Linked DNA regions of Mus musculus: all the other regions are linked to region 1. The links are chromatin contacts, called in public HiChIP or PLAC-seq and promoter capture Hi-C maps. All regions are on one chromosome and are shown on one strand. The core of a region is the stretch at or near the end of the contact, and the rest is flanking DNA. Distances in the headings are between cores, read along the strand shown.

Evidence for each region. Promoter capture Hi-C pulls out the DNA fragments that hold promoters and counts their contacts. HiChIP or PLAC-seq counts read pairs in DNA pulled down with a chosen protein or histone mark.
Region 2: a FOXA1 HiChIP or PLAC-seq map of pancreatic cancer cells shows a contact between it and region 1. The contact joins the promoter of Areg here to the promoter of Rassf6 in region 1.
Region 3: a promoter capture Hi-C map of liver shows a contact between it and region 1, with 2.4 times the contacts expected there. The contact joins the enhancer-like site here to the promoter of Rassf6 in region 1. A contact is called at or near these places in 8 of 39 promoter capture datasets (the 3T3-L1 cell line, 3T3-L1-derived adipocytes, hippocampal neurons and 3 more) and 5 of 484 Hi-C or Micro-C datasets (the HPC-7 cell line, embryonic stem cells, liver and 2 more).

What each region holds. Positions count from the first base shown.
Region 1 is chr5:90,638,169-90,642,368 of GRCm38.p6, forward strand. It overlaps Rassf6 (Ras association (RalGDS/AF-6) domain family member 6), which reads right to left and starts at 2,359. Exons shown (of 11, transcript NM_028478.3): 1 at 2,219-2,359.
Region 2 is chr5:91,137,472-91,141,671 of GRCm38.p6, forward strand. Areg (amphiregulin) reads left to right here and starts at 2,128. Exons shown (of 6, transcript NM_009704.4): 1 at 2,128-2,403; 2 at 3,427-3,654. The coding sequence starts at 2,343.
Region 3 is chr5:90,275,796-90,279,995 of GRCm38.p6, forward strand. Ankrd17 (ankyrin repeat domain 17) reads right to left here. Exons shown (of 34, transcript NM_030886.2): 16 at 2,448-2,596. Among named protein-coding and RNA genes, the nearest start is that of Cox18, 54 kb to the left of the region's middle. Within about 2 kb of position 1,841, at least 5 of the 459 cell types and tissues checked have an H3K27ac peak or open chromatin away from gene starts, as enhancers often do. A contact at or near this core is called in liver, where this site is marked.

The DNA of each region.
Region 1 (4,200 bases), core at 1,109-3,608:
CCGATGTCGCCACTGTGGAATCCGGCATGGAGAATTCTCAAGAAGCTGAAAGTTAGATTACTACCTGACCCAGCCCCACTAGTCCCTGTCCTATGCCCAAGGACTCCACATCCATCCCAGAGACACTTGCTCAGCTGTGTTCACTCTAGCCAGGGAAAGGAAGCCAACCGGCTGATGGATGTCCTTCAACAGATGAATGGATGACTTGAATATTTTTTAAAAAATTAAATTTTTTACATGAAGCCTAAATCCGTGTTTCTGAAGCCCCAGAATCCCTGAATTTATACAAGTAACTGGAGATTTAGCATAAAACATCTAGTTTAATTATAATTATAAGCTACTCATTTCAGGAAACTAAAATAGGAGTCAACATTAAGTGTACAACATTTAATGCTATGTTATCTGCACTATTTTAAATATAATTAGAAAAGTTTATTATTTCATACAACCCTCGTTATTTTTCTGTGTTGTTGATTAGAACATTCTATAATTTGCAATATAGGGTTATATATTTTAGGAACAACAGATAAACATATACGTATAGCATATAAGCTAACTAGGAAGATAGTTTTTTATGAGGTTAAGGAGATTCATCTCAATATTAAAATATTAAATATAGTCAAACAGATTTATCTTACTTGGGGCACTGTTTTTTATATTGATATATCACTAGGGAATATAAAATCAAATACTTTAAATTGTATTCAACAGTTTATATTCAGTATAATAGATGAAAAATGTTTAGTTATTACTCTGAGGTAGTCTAAATAAATGAGATTATTTTATAAGCCAAACTGCACTGTTATTGCTAGATCCTATAAGCCAATAGCACAACAAATGTCAGTTGACTTGGCATTAGAAATCTACCCAAAATTCTTCAGTCAGTATCTCATTAGATGTGGATTAGGAAATTCAAATTCTATAGTGGAAAAATGAACATTTAAGACAATGATGATTTGCATTGTAAACCATTTAGCAACATTCATAAAACTCATAGCAAGAGTCACAAAAGTGTCCTTTACACAACACCGTATAATAAAAAGCCACTTCCTTGTCATTTAAGCTGAAGAGTTAGAGCCCGACAAAGCATGAGCACCAGACTGTTAGCATATAAAGAAAGTCACCATCATTTGACTGTAAACCATTCAATATGTGTTACAACAGAAGGGCTTAGCCCAGATAGTCTAATTTGATGAAAGTCATTCAAATGCAGTCTTTCATGTGAAGCATAAAGGCCAGGGCTTTACAGCATAAAATAGATAGTAATTTTCTCACTACAGATGCTTTTTATTTCCTCAGAAATAAACACCACTTTCACAAAATAAAAGTGGATAACATTTAAGTTTAAACTGGCCTTCAGGTAGGCTAAACACTTGGAAGTGAGGAGAAGCCAGGCAGTTTTACCACTACAGAGCTGCTGCTGCTCGCCCATGGTCACCAGGTCAGTCTCACAAGCACTGTTCCTCTTCCAGCATCCTCAGGGTCTGGTGTTGTCTGTCCAGCTCAGGTCAGTTTGTCCTCCCCGTCACACCCATTTTACAGATCTGTAGATTTGTGGGCGGTGACATACGATGCGATGCCGTTTGTGGAAGAACTGCCACCTGTTTAATCCCCACTAAAGTGCCCTGAGACACATGGTATCATGTTTGTTTTATAGATGCCAGACTTATGAGGCTTAGATATGGGAAGTAACGTTCAAAGTGACAAACTAGTAAGTAGCAGACACAAGGCTTGATCCTATGACTCTCCAGCTTCAGAATCTGGATGCTAACTCACAGATGCCCTTGTGATTACGGTCATCCTAACATTGTTTGGTGAGGTCTTCATTATATCTCAATCCCTTCTCAGTGAAGCTGATTTACCTTGAAGAAAGGAACATTTAACTGACCCCTCAAGTTAAAGGGTCTTTCCTTTACGATGTAGTCATGTATGACAAACTTGAAACACAAGAAGCAGCTAAGGTAAAAGTCAACGAGCTGGCTCTTTGGGAAAGGGGAAGGCAGGGTGGTCTTGCTGCTCCAAACGCCCCTCCCCACTACTGTGTCCTAACCCCCTCACGCGCTTACCTTCTCCAGGAGAGTATTCTGAAAAAAAAATTCTGATTTAAGGCCAACTCACACTAGGGCTCAGGTTGCGCTGATGCACGCACGGGTTTACGCTTCCTGACTATGGATTTCAGTTTCTCTAGACCGCTCTCAAATGCTCCCCGCACCCCTACCTGGTGTGCCTGTGTGTGGACTGAGCGGGGCTCTTCGCTTCAACCTCCAAGTTCACCTGCTTTTGTGCCGGGCAAAGGAGACTCTTGTGACCAAGCAGCGCGGAGCCTGAGGTGGCGAGCTGTCCCTTACAGTAGTGGGAAGGCGGAGCTGCCTGCGGGTGACAAGGCGTCCTTGTCACTCACCTGATCACTCACCTGCTCCGAGCCGAGGCAGGCAGTCAGGGTGGAGGACACATGGCTGGCCCCACAGTGCTGCTCCAGGCAGAGTTTCGCAGCCCCAGCGGCAGTTAATTATTACAAGGTTGCCCATCGCAGGGGGTGTGAGCAACCTGAGCCACGCCCAGTGCCTCAGTGCATGTTGGGAGTGTTTACTCTGTCCTTGCGGCCAGCAGGTACCCTGCTCTCTGCAGTAGTGGACTGATGGTGGGGACCTTTGTCAGTGACAGGCTGCAGGATCTTTGCTAGCCAACTGTGCTGCAGATAAACGGCTCCAGCTAGGACTCTGCGTTTTGTCTTTGAAAAGTTAAGTTGTCTTTCAGCTTGTGATTTCTTAATTTTCTTTTCCTTAGTCTTGGCTTTCTGCCAGCACCTTTGCACCCAAGACTTTTTTTTTTTTTCCTCACACCCTTAGGGTGTGCCAGAACCTTCCAGGCAGCTTGCAACATCAGGGCTCATGTGCCTGGCCTGACCACCTGACTTAAATTGGGTCTTGGGTAGCCGTATTATTATTTTAAGAGAAGGTGAGGCAGGCTTGACTTGTGTTCTCTGAGGTGGAATGCTGACTGAACTGAAGGTCTGACAATGACGCTAGAGCCCCAGTGCTTGTTTGATGTGTCTATACGGTGCCTTCCATAGGATTCTAAACTCACGCAGAAAGGGTCAGACAGTCGAGTTAGCCTGTGGCCATTGAAAAAGGTGAGGGGCTTTGAGATTTAACAGGCATTGGTCAAAAGAGGTATCGGCCATCACTTGTACTAGCTTGGCCACGTTGGCTCACAGTATACTGGTGTGTGGTTGCTGGCGTGGACTGACCTTTGGATGATAAAGAACAGGACCTGCAGTGTTTACAGCTCTGCTTCTACAATGTCTTGCTCAGATCCTGGCTGCACCCAGTCGCCCGTGCTCAAACGGATCTCCTGTTTGTTTTCAGTGTCTGGGCAACACTGGGTTTCTGCCTTTATCTGCAGCCTTCCCTTTAAATACTTTATCCTCGTGTAGATGTATAGTTTTTCTGTAGACTGTAAAGCCATATAGCATGCACAATGTGAAAAATTTCAAAAACACAGAAATGAAACAAAAATATTTACAAATCTATCTCTGGAATAAAATTATTGTAAGCAGCGGGCTGACTGTCATGGCTGACATATTTACTCTGGGAACATATCTGAAGGTGGCTGCATAGTTTGCTCTTCTATAACTTATCTTTATCTCATAAAAGATATTGTGAACAATTTACCATATGTCAGGGTGGGTTAATTTTTTTCTTACAATGTATTTTAACTAGCGGCACTGTAATATGCCATATGCATAGAGCATTATTTATTTAAGCAGTTCCTTATTGAGAGGGAGTTTTATTTCTAAACAACACTACAGCGAATTTTTACATGTAATTGCTCTGAACTGTGGTTACGACCTTACAACCTTCAAAGTGAAGTAACAGGATGAAAAAGGGTATATACTTTAAATTATATTAAAATTTATTTTACTTTTATCTTATGAGCATGGGTGTTTTGCCTGTGTGTGTGGACACCATCTGCTTTCTGTGCCTGCTGGGGCTAGAAGAGGGTATTGGATCCCCCAGCAATGGAGTCACAGACAGTAGCGAGTCACCATGTGGGTGCTGGGAACCGAACCTGGGTTCTCTGCAAGAGCAGCAGGTGCTAAGTCCTTAGCCATGCCTCTAGATTCTAAAAGTTTTCTAATCCAAAGAATAATTTATTGATTTCATAATCCTAGGGTAATATGTGTTCATGAGTTATTGT
Region 2 (4,200 bases), core at 878-3,377, 500 kb after region 1:
CTGTGGGCAAGACTACATCATCCTCAATTGCAGACACCTCATCTAGAAGAAGAAAAAGAGGAGGAGGAAGAGGAGGAGGAAGGGGAGGAGGAGGAGGAAGAGGAGGAGGAGGAAGAGGAAGAGGAGGAGGAAGAGAAGGAGGTGCTGGCAGCAGAAGCAGCAGCAGCAGCAGCAGCAAGGACAGAATGGACAGGGTCTTTTTCTACCCCAGAACGGATGGGGAGCATCTTTCATCCCCATTGGTGGCCGCCCTAAATCGTACCTTCTTTCTATCCAAACTTCCTGCTCAGAAGGCCTCCCAGGGCCTTTTTCCCTTCCCGCACAGGGCTGTCTGTGATACCTACAGGCCAAATTAAACTACAGCCTCCTTTCCCAGCGTACTGTGAATCAATCCCTTTTATCTGATTTAGTAGATTTACTTAATCATATGTGGCCCACACGACTGGGCTCTCAACAAACATGGTGCTGCTCACTAAATCTCCCTCTTGGTGATTTCCCACACAAAAGTAAAGCACAGTTTACACAAAGTACTCCTTCACCAAACACTGAGTAGAAGTGAGGGCACAGTTCAGGACTTTTCTGTATCTCCTCTCCAAAAGCCCATGTTTTTGTTCTAAGAGTTTAAAACCAATAGTCCTGAAAAGGCTGATTGGGGGAGCTCAGTCAGGGAGGGTCGTGGATAAGGGCAGGAAACAGCTTAGAGAAAGTGTGTCTTGTTTTCTTTAAGCCAAGAGAAATCCATTTCTTTTTTTTTTTTTTTTTAATATTTTTTATTATTACCTATTTTCCTCAATTACATTTAGAATGCTATCCCAAAAGTCCCCCATACCCTCCCCCCCCCATTTCCCTACCCACCCATTCCCATTTTTTTGGCCCTGGCGTTCCCCTGTATTGGGGCATATAAAGTTTGCGTGTCCTGAGCTACTAGAGCATGAGAGTTCGGGGAAGTAACTGCCCTCACTTCCTTTGCAGCTAAATATGCCCCCAGTGGGGTTCGGTTCCCTCTCCTCTCCTCCCCTCTCCCCTCCCCTCCCCTCCCCTCCCCTCCCCTCCCTTCCCCTCCCCTCCCCTCTCCTTTCTCTCTCCTCTCCTTTCTCTCTCTCTCTCTCTCTCTCTCTCTCTCTCTCTCTCTCTCTCTCTCTCTCTCACACACACACACACACACACACACCAGTCTTTCTGCTAGCCCAAATAGCCCCTCACATTTGCTCTGTTGCCTGGGTGGGCCTGGAAGTTCCTCTAGCCTGGGTGCTGGAGTCGCAGATGTGTCCCCATTAGGGCTCTCTCTCAGGCTGGAAATGAGGGCCTCCCTGGATTCTTCCAATTTGAACACCTAAATCATCTTGACAACTTTCCTTTTCTATGAAACTTTCTTCTGCCCAGCAACCCTCTTCTTAAAGGTCAGTTTAGCCCTCAATCTCTTTATCAGAGCTGCAAGGGGCAGATTTCAGTGACAAACTAATTTGAATCAAATCTACATAATGTGTGTTTGAGTTAATTCATTTTTTTCTGCTTTTTACATCTGTCTTTTATTGGTTTGTAAAATAGGGGAGCACACTTATCCCCAGCAACTTATTATTGGTCTCATGATACAGCTCAGGTTAACTTCTCCCTGTAACCTCTACTTCAGTCTCCCTAAGTGCCACTGTCTGGCCACGCCCAGCTAAAACCTTAAGTGTAATTCGAGTAGAAAGACCAGCAAATACTGCAGAGAGGAAGGCCGCAGGGAGGGTGTCTGATTGATAACTAGGTTATTAGGAGTCCTTTAGCGCTTCGTTTATCCTCCTCAAAGTCTTCGGGCTAACATCACTAAGCCACAGTTGCTCTGAAAGCTCCACAAACATCCTAAAATGGGACTTTGGTACTTAATGTCCCGGCCTGCTGTCCTGTTAATGTATATGCAAAGAGTTTCTTTGGGCTGTCAGCTCCTCAGCACCACTCTAACTTAAAACACAACGCGAGTGGGAAAGTTTCTCCCCGCGTAATCAGGGCTCGATCCCCACTTCCTCCCGCGTCAGCTGGGTTTTTGGAGTAGTAACCTCCCGCCTCCACCCAGGGCTGGTCCGTGACGTCACGGGCGGTGGCTCCAGCGGGTCTATAAAAGCAGCAGGTGCTCGCCGCACCCTGGATCCCGCTTCCTTCGCTCCCTTCTGACCCGCGGCCACCGCCCGGACATCTCCAGCTGAGCCTGAGGCGCTGGCCGCTCCAGCCGTCCGGAGCCCGGCGGGCTGGGCTTCCCTGCGCCGGTGCTCGCCCGCTGCTCCGTGGTTCCGCTGCTCCCGCCGCCCGGAGCCGCTGTCGTGTTGCTGCAGAGACCGAGACGCTGCCGGCCGGTGGAACCAATGAGAACTCCGCTGCTACCGCTGGCGCGCTCAGTGCTGTTGCTGCTGGTCTTAGGCTCAGGTGAGCATCCGCCACCTCTCAGGTTGTTGCCCCTTGAATGCTGCTGCCTCTTGACATTCCCCAAACGTCAGGGAGCAGATCCCCTTAGCTCATACCCCTGAAATTGCTCATGCTAGGAGGGTGAGAGAAGCAGACGAAGTCTCTAGCATGACCCAAGGTCTCTAGCATGACCCAAGGACCAGCTGATGGAAACCTAAGAGGTCATTTTAGCCCACCCTTTTCTTTGATAACTAAGGAAACTGAGGTCCAGGCAGGTGAAGTAGTTTCTACAAAAGTAGTTAATCCAGGAGGATTTGAAGGAGGGCTCTTTGCCTTCTGTCTCCATTCTTCTGTCTAGTGATTTTATTTTTCCCTCTCCAAAGCAGACTCAAAGTGTTCAGAGGTTGAAAGCATCGCTGCCAAATGCTGTCTTGATATTAAAAAAAAAAAAAAGAATTAAAATGAAATCAAGGACTGAAGCTCAGGACTCCTCCAAGGGGTTACCCGGCTCTGAACCTTTTCTCTGTGTGATAATAATAGATAAAGACGGTAAAAACCGTTGCTCTTTGCCACTATTGGCACTACCTTTTGCATCTTATGTACAGATTCAATGGCTGTAAACAAGAGTTAAAATGTATCAGTACCGGTCAAAAGATGGCAGGAAAGCTTTGGAAAAGCGCACCCAAGTTAGACCCGAAGGGTGTAGGCCACTTAGACATTGCGGGTTACGTGATTCTGGGGGCATTGCCTTGGCAGGACTTATCCAATTGTGGAAATTAATGTAGGCGATCTGGAAAAGAAAACCCAGATAAAAGAAACTCAGTAATTTGGGCAACTGAGTTTGCTTCTTGGCAGACTGGGAAGTTGCTTCTATGAGCGACTCAGTCAAACAAAACAAAACAAACAAAAAACAAATCCCAACACCCAATAGCACACATGCAGTAACTGTTTGATATGAGGAGACACACATGTCTACACAGCAATGCTCACTTACTGAGACAGAAGTATCCGACTCATCTCTTCTTATTCTCTCCGTCCCTGCAGGCCATTATGCAGCTGCTTTGGAGCTCAATGACCCCAGCTCAGGGAAAGGCGAATCGCTTTCTGGGGACCACAGTGCCGGTGGACTTGAGCTTTCTGTGGGAAGAGAGGTTTCCACCATAAGCGAAATGCCTTCTGGCAGTGAACTCTCCACAGGGGACTACGACTACTCAGAGGAGTATGATAATGAACCACAAATATCCGGCTATATTATAGATGATTCAGTCAGAGGTGAGTGGAGGGCACAAGGAAAGCGTTGTCTGTGAGATGCGGGTTTTACCTCTGCAAAGTGGCTTCAGAAGGGAGATGGCTCAGTTTTCTAAAGGCTTTGTAGGCGTGGCTATTGCGAGTCCTCAGAGCCACGTGGAGGTTGCATCCTGAAAGTCCAAGGCATTCATCAAAACCTCATGTGCATGTTTAATGTTTGCAACTCTGGTACATAGACATAACTGTGCTCATTTTACACAAGAATTGAAGCTCAGAAAGGTTGTGTGCCGCCCCCCTACCCCCTTTCCCGCCTCTGGGAACAAGCAACTGAGTCAGATTCAGAACCTCAATCTGTTTGACTCCTGGGATGATGGTCTTTTCCAATATGCGACATGACCTCCATTCTGGGAGCATAGGTCGTCATTAACCATTCCTGTGAGCCTTGTAGCTCAACATTTGTGTCCCCTCCCCCACACTACCTGACTTAAAATAACTGCATTCTAACACAAATAAGGGGTCAGAAGGAATAATGACGAACCCTAGAAATGTTAAAGATGTATGTGTGGATTT
Region 3 (4,200 bases), core at 591-3,090, 360 kb before region 1:
GTTCAGTGAGCCAGTGTACCTGGTGCTCTTGCAGAGAACCTACATTCATTTCTCAGCACCCACATGGCAGCTCATGGCTGGCTGTTTCAGAAAACTATGACACAGACTCTAGTGGCTTCCATAGAGACCAAGCATGCTTGTGGAACAGAGAAGAACATGCTGTTCAAATACCCACACACCGAACAAAATAAACAGAAAGTTAAAACACACCAGGTGTGAGTCTGGTAGTAATACACACCTTTAATCCCAGCACTTAGGAGGGCAAAGACAGGCGGTTCTGAGTTTCAGGCTAGTCTGGTCTATACAGTAAGACCCTGTCTAAGAATAAACAAACAAACCCATACATAAAAAGGAACTGCTATAGCTCTGAAATACATGGTTTTAATGGTATATACACACATTCCTCGAAACTCAAATTTATAAAAAGCTGGTTTAAGTCTTAACAGCATATACTTCTTCACCCCAGATATTCATCAAAATCCTACATTTTCTTACTATCACTTTACCTTTTTTCCTTTTTCTTTTTTTTTTCTTTTTCTTTTTTTTTGTGGCCTGCATGTGTGTGAGGGTACAAGGTCCCCTGAAACTGGAGTTACAGACAGTTGTGAGCTGCCATGCAGGTGCTGGGAATTGAACCGGGGTCCTCTGGAAGAGCAGTCAGTGCTTTTAACCAATGAGCCATCACTCCACCACCATAACTTTACCTTTTTTAATAGCCTCTCTCTCCTCACACACTTCTTAATCTTTTCGTCTTTTCTTTCTAAATTTTAATTTAATTTTACTTCATTGATTTGTTGTGAGACAAAGGTCTTCTGTAGTCCAGGACATTCTCAGAATTACTATGTAGCCTTCCTGCCTCTATCTCTCAAGCACTGAGATTATAGGCTTGTAGCACCGTACCTGCCATCTTTTGGCCTTGTCAAGATATAAACAAGCAAATTTGTCAATCCCATCTTGCCCTGAGACATCATGCTGAATTTACAAATATGTAATGTAATGTATGTATGCGTCTATCTACTTATCTACCTACCTATATGTGTATGTGTGTGAGAACACATGGCATAGTACAGATGTAGATCACAAGAAAAGTGGTAAGTGGGTTTATTCTCCTACAATTTAGATTATAGTGATCAAACTGAGGCTATTAGACTTGATGAAAAGCATCTTTAACCACTAAGAAGTCTTGCCATTGACAGTCAACTAATCTTATTTAGACAGGGTCTTACTATGCAGCCCTAACTGGCCACAAACTCATCTAGAAATCCGCCTGCCTCCATCTCCTTAATGCTGGGAAGCAACTAATTTTTTTAATGCAGCAGCTTATTTAATAGAGCTCACCCTTTCTAAACTGTAACAGTATCTTTTTTTCACTTCATATATATTCTTAATCCAAAGAAAGTGTTTCTATTCCCTCAATAGAATCTGCTATTAGTTAAAATTGCATAAATTACTATATATTTCCTCATAAACAATATGTAATTCCATCATAATTTAAAAATATAATATAGAGCCAGGTGTGGTTATTCATGCCTAATCCTAACACTCAGGAGGCTTAAAGAAGATTGCTGGGAGACCAGCCCAGGCTATACAGATACCCCGTCTTAAGGGGGAAAAGTTACTAAGACTATATTATGTTCAGAAACATGAAGTTGATTAAGTTACAGAATCACCTTTGGTTGAAGCTAGAAACTAAACCCAGGCCTTTAAGTGTTCCTCCACTGATACAGTCTCAGCCCCAGCCTTTTCTTTTATAAACACTCCATTGACTATTTAAGGAGATATACAGCAATCCTAATGTTTGCTCTATTGAGACAGGGTGTGATGCAACCCAGACTAGCTTCAACCATTACACAACTAAGCATGACCTTGAACTCCTGATCCTCTCTACCCAACTTCCCAAAGGCTGGGATCACAGCTCTGGTTTCATTTTAATCTTGCTTTTATACTCCTTTTATATTCTAGTCTTTTAAAAACTAAAGTTTTAGCTGGACAGTGGTGGCGCACATCTTTAATCCCAGCACTTGGGAGGCAGAGGCAGATGGATTTCTGAGTTTGAGGCCAGCCTGGTCTACAGAGTGAGTTCCAGGACAGCCAGGGCTTCACAGTGAAACCCTGTCTCAAAAAAAGAAAAGAAAAAGAAAAAGAAAAGAAAGAAAGGAAAGAAAAGAAAAACAAACAAACAACCCTAAAGTTTTAACTCAGCCAGAACATGGCACTGACTATGAAGGTCCAGGCTGGCCTTGAACTCATGTAATAATAATTTATCCTTCTAAATGCAAAATTAGGTGTGAGCCACCATGCCTGTCTGGCTTGATACTTTTTTTTTTTTAAATGGGTTTTAATTTTTAATTGTATCTGGAGTCTCTGACAACAAAATCTTAGATGTGTAAGATCACTAAAAGCAGTGTGATTCCAGGAAAACCATCTTTCCTAAATGCGGAGCTTACCTGTGCATCAATATCAATGGCAGGGTAGATAGGTAGCATGGCTGAAGGAGAGATGATGGGACTTGGAGTTGGAGTCTGAGGTTGGGAAACAGAAGCAGCGATACTGTGGGTAGGAGTGTTTGACATTGCAGATGCTCTTCCACTGACTGCTGTTGAACAAAATAACTGCACTTAATAAGGAGGAAACACTGTTAGCAAGAGATATTTTAAAGTATTAAAGAGTTTTTGCAACAAAATGTCTCTAAAATGCTATTATAACTAATTCTCTGATGATTTTTGATTGGAGGAGAACCCCAAATTAGAATGTATATTGATTAATACACTTCCCATAAAATCCACCTGAAAGACAAATTTTCTTTTATTTAAAGTAAACAAAAAATATTCCAATCAAAATAATCCTGAAAACAAAAGCTTTATGTACTAAAATTACTAGAAAAGGAATAAATGATAGAATGAAAGGGGAAGGGTGTTTTGTTTTGTTTTTTAAAAAGTGGCAACTTCATACCTTATATTTTGGAGCAAATAAAAGTTACTTCATTTTTGGGATGGAAGATCCTCAAAGTAAAACTACCCGAAACACAAAATATACTAACTACTACAGGGCAATAGTAACTTTGAAACACGGTGTGATGGTTTTCTCAACTATAAAAGTTTGACTCTCACACAGATATAGATTTTCTTACATTAAGAATTATTCTGAGAGGAATAAAGTGTCTTACATTCAATCGGACAATCACACTGACAGAACAAAATTAAGATTAGGCTAGAAATAAATATATTTTACACAATCATCCTCCCAGTATGGACCCTGATGTTTCTATGTAGGAAATCTGGTATGATCTTATTTCACCCACTATATGATTCAAATAATGGCTAGTCTGTACTTGAGGTGGAGAATGCTAAAGAAGCATAGGACAGACTGGAAGTTGGATTAAGGGATTTTATTCTCCAGATAACTCAATTCTGAAGTCAATGTGAGAACATCTTCTCTTCACCCACAGTAAGAATGCTGCTGCATTAGTATTAAGTTTGGACAGTAATCTCTGAATAGAGTGTAGATGTGTGTTTCCCAAGTATTGTCGGCTACAGACAGAAAACAATTATGTTTCACAGCTGAATCTGAAACCAGGCAAAAAGAACTTATATTGCCACAAATAATACTGAAATTGATCTTCCAACAGTTATAAACATGACTATCCATTAAGAAATCTACTTTACATATAATCCTTAGGTCAGGCACAAACATACACTGTACATTATAGCAACACAAACTCTATGATTGTACATTTTTAGTCCACTTAAAGGTCAAAAGAAAAACAAGGAACAAAAAAACCAAACATAACACTTTAATCATTAAGGAAGCAGACCAAGATAAGGGGCATGTACTACTGATTATCTAACGGCTCTGAAACTGTTCAGGATTGGCTTATTTATTTATTGTCAGTCTTGCAATTCTGACCTGAATCTACCTCAAGATTGCTGGTATTACAGGCACGAGCCACCGCACAGACTTAAGGATCAAATAATTTCATTGAAATTTTTTATCCTATATATGAATTTCAAAATCATATAAAATCTACAGCTCTTAAGATAGATTACATGTTTCTTTTGGACAGGCTTTCAAAAAAAAGAAATGGCTAAAAATGACCCTGAATGTCCACAACTGCTGACTCCACCTCCTCTGTACCAGGATTGTAAAACTGTTCCACTACAGGTGGAGTTATTGAGTCCTGGGGATCAAACCCAGGGTATA